Linked DNA regions of Sus scrofa: region 1 is linked to region 2. Evidence: chromatin contacts called from public Hi-C data. All regions are on one chromosome and are shown on one strand. The core of a region is the stretch at or near the end of the contact, and the rest is flanking DNA. Distances in the headings are between cores, read along the strand shown.

Region 1 (3,051 bases), core at 5-2,504, 74 kb before region 2:
CCTTTGGTGTGAGGCCTCTTCTCCACCACACATCTCCTCCAGAGCAATGGTCATATGCTGTGCATTAGCTCGTGCTAGATAACACAAGGCTGCAAGGATGAAGAACCCCCAACACTCCCCCCGCAAGGTGGTATCCAGTTACAATAATCCATTTCATGTCTCCTCTTAAAAGACAACCATCAGCTGTGGTTCGGTTTACCTTAATCCCCAGATTTTTCTTCTTTGTTCAAGCCACCACTGAGACTCCACTTGCAGGAAGCATTCACGGAGTAGAAAATCTGCAGGGTAAGCCAGTGGAAGTCAACAGGTTCTGAGGTGGCCTCAGATGCAGGTGGAGGTGGTCAAAGGAGTTCCATCTCATTCCTCTTCGTCTTCACACCCCCAGCCCCCCCAGTTCACCCCATGAGTCAACCAAGGGGAGCTTGGTTCAGAGCATTCCCAGCCTAAAGGGAAATCCAGAAGGCAGAGATGCCCGGTTCTTAAGGTCTCTTAGGCCCAAAGAAGGTCTCAGGGACCTAGGAAGATAGCTCAGAAAGCGAGTGGAAAAGAATCAAAGACACAGGGCATCCTCATAATTTGAACTAAAACTTCTTCGTCTAGGTCATAAATACACTTACAGGCACATCAACTGCTTCAAACAGGAAAACTATCTCATGCACTAATTCCTTACATTTATTTCACTCGCTCTTACCTAGAAGGGAAGAATGCCACCTCTAATCTTGATTTTGAGCTATGTGGTTAGATGGTTAAGAAATGAGTTCTTCGCTTCCAGAACAGACAGTAAGATGAATTAGGAGAGGAAAAGGTATTTCTGAAGAGGAATGTGCAATAGCAACATTCAGCCACCAGAGGGCACTGTAGACCCTCTGGAGGTTCTGGAAAGAGCGACACGGTGTATTGAGAAAAGACGGTAAAATGCAAATTTAAGTAAAGTTTCATTTGCTAAAATTAGAGTGAAAAATGGAAATGTCTCGGGTAGTAGAGGCTTTCCTTTCATTCTGTTCTGTGTGCTCCTGCTGAAAACTGACGTCGGCTAAGGCTGCAGCAGGTTTCTGGAGGACCCCCGGACCTCAGGTCGCTGATTGGGGGGGGGGGGGGCTTGTGGGGGAGGGACTTAGGGAATAGACGGCTGGCGAGGGCAGCAGGGGTGGAGGGAGGCATTTGAAAGGGCTCCAGGCAGCGGTTGTTTACCAACTGAGCTGAAAGCCTATTTGATTCTGTGTATTGCTTTAGTGGAACGTGTTGGCTGACTTCTGCCCTAGAAGGGGGAAGGGTGCTCTGGGAAAGCGAGTGGGTGGCTCCCCGGGGGCTGAAATTGTGCCAGCAGCTGACTTCCAGTAATGGAGCTTGTGCAAGAAGTAGACAGAGCGAGTCCAGGGCTGGCGGCGGAGCGCCCGTTTCCCTGCCAGTGTTTGCTGGGAGATAACCTGCTCCTGCCTGACATTTGATTATCCAAGCCCTGCTTTGGTGGCTTATCCTGTGTATGACCCGGGAACTGACTAGATCAGATCAGGGTTTCTTTTTTGGGGGAAAAGAACGAGGTGCAAGGGACAGGACTTCCTCCTCGTCTTGAATTTCTTCACTTTTTGTTTTCTATTGAACCATTCAACTGGCCATACCTAGTTCACCCCTGGGTGCACTGGAATTTAGGGAGAAGAGCAGCGGACCCCTGGCAAGCTTGTTTTAAGCTGACACCCAGTGCATTCTGCCCCTGCTTGTTTGTAGGTAGTTGAAACCAGCAGAATAAAAGGCTCAGACGTGACTCTGAGAAGTTTCTGATATTTGCCATGACCATCTGTAAGATCTCACTCTTCACCAGGCTGAGAATTTAAACCCCTTCTTCCATTTATTTTTCTGTCCCCAAATATGCTCAGCTCTAGTGTCCTGGGTCTCCAGACAGCGCCATGTTACAACTTAGTTGGAATAATTAACACAAAGCTCCAGATTCAAATAATATGAGCCCCTTCCAATGAATATTTTTAAAATGGTGGTAAAATGTATACAACAATATTTATCATTTTAACCATTTGTAAGAGGATAATTTAGTGATAAGAAATACTTTCACAATGTTGCAAAACCATTGTTGTTGTCTATTTCCAAAACTTTTGGTCATCCCCAACCTCTGAAACAGTAACTCTCAGTTCCCTGCACCTCCACCACCAGCTCCCATAACTTATATGCTACTTTTTGTTTCTATGAATTTACCTATTCTCTGTTTCTCATATATTTAGAATTATATATTTGTCCTATGTTTGGATTGTTTCACTTAGCATAATGCTTTCACAGTCCATCAGTGTGGCAACATATATGAACATTTTTATACTTTTTAATGGCTGAATAATGTTCCATTGTATGTATTCACATTTTGTTTATCCATTCATATGTTGTTGGGCATTTGGGTTGTTTCCACTTTTTGGCTCTTGTGATAATGCTGCTTATAAATACTGGTATAGACAATAGCAATGTTTCCAATTCTTTGATTCCCTTCTTCTTCTTTCTTTTTGGATGCACCCACAGCATGCAGAGTCCCTGGGCCAAGGATCGAACCTGTGCCACAGCAGTGACAATGCCAGATCTTTAATCTGCTGAGCCACCAGGGAACTCTAGATTCCCTGCTTTCTTTTAGATATATACCTAAGAGTGGAATTGCTAGGTATGGTAGTTGTATGTAGTAATATTTGTAACATATGGTAGTTGAATATTGTAGTATTTGTAATGTATGGTAGTTGTATGTTGTAACATTTGTAACATATGGTAGTTGTATATTATAACATTTGTAACATATGGTAGTTGTATGTTGTAACATTTGTAACATATGGTAGTTGTATGTTGTAACATTTTGAGGAGCTGCCCAGCTGTTTTCCACCAGGCACTCTACCAGCAATGCATGAGGGTTCCAATTTCTCCACCTCTTCATGAATCCTTGTTATTTTCTGTGTGTGTTTAAATTATTATTTTTATTATAGTAATTCTAGTAAAAAATATAGTGATATCTCATTGTGGTTTTGATTTACATTTCCATAATAACTTATGATGTTGAGCATCTTTGCA
Region 2 (2,961 bases), core at 200-2,699:
TGACATTCTGCAGGCCAAGGCTTGGCATCCTACTCTTCTTTACCTGACCCATTTTCTAGGAATGAAGTGTATGGTTTCCGAGATGCACCTTCATCACTCAATTCTGAAGAGTCACTAGAGGCCATCCCTGCAGAAAGAAAGAAACTTCCTTTACAGTCTCAGTCTGTGAACTAGGGCCAATACAGCATGGAATTCTTTAAAAGGAAACCTGGAAAAGGGAAGCTCATGTAGGGAGGGTAGGAATCCTTCTGCCACCAGGCAACCCTAATGGCTCTATCTAACCTGTTGGTCAACGTTGCTCTGGGAACCACACCCAGGGTTGGGACTGGACACCACTTTGCCATGGAAGGCACTCCCTTTGGTCACCATTTCTTACCCCTTCCTCTAATCTGCACATACTTCTGCCTCCACTCTGTTTCTTATCCAGGGGGACCATGGAAGCAACTTTTTCAAGATGTCAGAGCCTCCCTCAGCTGGGCCCCCGATAAGCACCCCTCCACCCTGGGAGCTACTTTATCCTCTTATGTGACAGAATATTACACTGTGACATTGAACTTTTGAGGACAATGTATTGCAACAATTAGGCCAGCCCCCTAATTCAAAATGAATCATGCAAATCTTCTGAAACACCAAGAAATTATTCTTTTGTTTTAAAGGCTATAACCAAAAAAGACCAATGAAGGTTTCGTAGCAAAGAAAGATATATGAAACATCAAGAGTTTCATTGTTCTTACGTCTTTTCCTGTTGCTTGGTCCATAAAAAGCTTTGTTTTCAGTATTTGGAAGATCTAGGAAGTAAAGGAAAATACAACCGTTAATCCATGACTAAAAGAGCTGTAGATCTTCTGACTGCTCATATTGCAGACAGGATTTAGACTATAAAGATGCAATGACGATCATTTGCTAAGAGCCCAGACTGTTAGTTCTTCCTCTTCCAGTAACTTTCCACATGTGATATATAAAATGGCCTTAAATATTTATGTGGTAGTGCTCTCATCTATGAGATGGGTTAAGTCTGAGCTGTGGTGTAGGTGACATATATGGCTCAGATCCCACATTGCTGTGGCTGTGGTGTAGGCCAGCAGCTGCAGCTTCAATTCCACCCCTAGCCTGGAAACCTCCATATGCTGTAGGTATGGCCCTAAAAAGAAAAAAAAAAGTGTCATTTTACTAGCACATTTTTGCTACATTTTAAGTACATCAATTGATGGGGTTCATCTAATTAAACAACAGTTTATATATAATGTCTTCTTGCCCCTTTTGTTTCCTAACAGGGCCAGAGAGAGAAGTTACATGTGGAAAATGACATCCTAGAAGTAACAGAACCAAGGCATCCGAGGGATGCTCAGAATAAGATTCATCAGGCAAACAAAGCTCTGAATTTATACTGTGGATATCTGTCACGCTGGGCTGCAATCCTTATCTGCTCACATAAGCCATCTGGGCCCATGAGCAGATAGCTCCTTGGACCTCCCCTCTCTCACTTGAATCTAAAGAGTCAGGGTTATTAGTAACTGCATTAAAGAAGAGGATTCTTGAGGGACCTGTGTATGTGACCAAGGAACCCATTCATCAGGAAATTTTATAAGAAAATCTGGAAAACTGAATCCAGCCCACCCTGGCTGCCTTTCTAAGTCACCTGCTTTGTAGGTTGGTGATACTCCATTCCCTGTTCCCAGAGCAGAGACAAATGTAAGGGGCAACTTGCTCTGATTGAACCTTACCCATCCCTTCTATTTCTTCCACTTCCTACTCCTTCTACTGTCTTTTCATACTTCCTTCATCTGCTGTACCTCCTGGGGGGAGACTTTGGAAACCTAGAGTTGAAGACTAGGAGCCTTTTCTCCCCCCACCAGCTTGGTACCTTGAACTGTTTGCAAGCCCGGAAAACGATCTTCTCAGGTGACTAATCCATATGTTTTGGGACTATCTTCCAGAGCAGTTTGCCTACTAGTACTAAGACAAAAATAGAAGGTGTGCTCTCTAAAAACTGAAGCAAATTTACATTTTACTTTGATAAACATAGTGAGCAATGACACTGAATGCATTACATAAAATATTGCTCTTTTGTAGTGTTATGCGCAGGTAAGCTTTTCATTTATTCTTAGGAACAATCATTTTCATTTGCGCCTAGTGTGTTTCCTTAAATGGACATGTTTCTAATATCCTCTGGGTCTAGTAAGTAGAAAGGGAAAAAAATCATCTATTTGTGCACTAAAGAACTACAGAATTTATGACAACTCATGATACCCACAGGATTGAGGAAACACAATGTTTTGATAATCATTTTGAGCTCCAATTTTACCAAGGAAATCATGCAGAATCCAGGATGCTAATTTTGTCTTTCTTTTTGTCTCTAGAGACTTTATAGAAGACTTTAAACATTTATGAGTTTATGTTTTCTCATCTAGAAACCAAAGTTACAATGTCCGTCCTGCCTGCCTCTTATGGTTTCTATAGAAGACACAATAATATGTTCAAAAAGGTCCTGTGAAAAATTGTGTAAATGCCATGGTTTGCTGAAAAATTCTATCTACAACAATATTTAGATTTCAGAATACCTATCTGAAGTCTCTATTTCTGCTTATACTAGCCAGCTGGATAAGTTATCTAATGGACATGACTCAAGTTTGTGATCAGATGATGATATGACATTTCAACATAGGAATACAGCTGACCCTTGAACAATATGAGTGTGAACTGCTCAGATTCACCTTAAACTCAGATTTTTTTTTTTCAATAGTGACTACTTCAGCACTAAATGACCCATGGTTGATTGAATCCATGGATGCAGAACTGCAGATATGGAAGGGTGACTTGTAAGTAATAAGAGGATTTTCAACTGCACTGGACCTTGGTGATTTTAACCCCTGCATTGTTCAAGGGTCAACTGTATTTAGTTTTTTGTTCTCTATAGAAATCGTCATACAAATTCGACACTTTATAGGCATAACAACTAGT

What was found. A called contact is a pair of places that touch in the nucleus more often than the background predicts.
Region 1: a Hi-C map of fetal liver shows a contact between it and region 2, with 2.8 times the contacts expected there. The contact joins two enhancer-like sites. A contact is called at or near these places in 2 of 47 Hi-C or Micro-C datasets (epiblast stem cells and fetal liver) and 1 of 2 datasets of contacts at active chromatin or transcription factors (alveolar macrophages).

The regions. Positions count from the first base shown.
Region 1 is chr15:131,410,039-131,413,089 of Sscrofa11.1, reverse strand. No RefSeq gene overlaps it. Among named protein-coding and RNA genes, the nearest start is that of CAB39, 81 kb to the left of the region's middle. Within about 2 kb of position 1,254, at least 54 of the 83 cell types and tissues checked have an H3K27ac peak or open chromatin away from gene starts, as enhancers often do. A contact at or near this core is called in fetal liver, where this site is marked.
Region 2 is chr15:131,336,164-131,339,124 of Sscrofa11.1, reverse strand. It overlaps LOC100517129 (nuclear body protein SP140-like protein), which reads right to left. Exons shown (of 20, transcript XM_021075666.1): 8 at 735-788; 9 at 44-127. Among named protein-coding and RNA genes, the nearest start is that of SP110, 110 kb to the right of the region's middle. Within about 2 kb of position 1,449, at least 1 of the 83 cell types and tissues checked has an H3K27ac peak or open chromatin away from gene starts, as enhancers often do. A contact at or near this core is called in fetal liver, where this site is marked.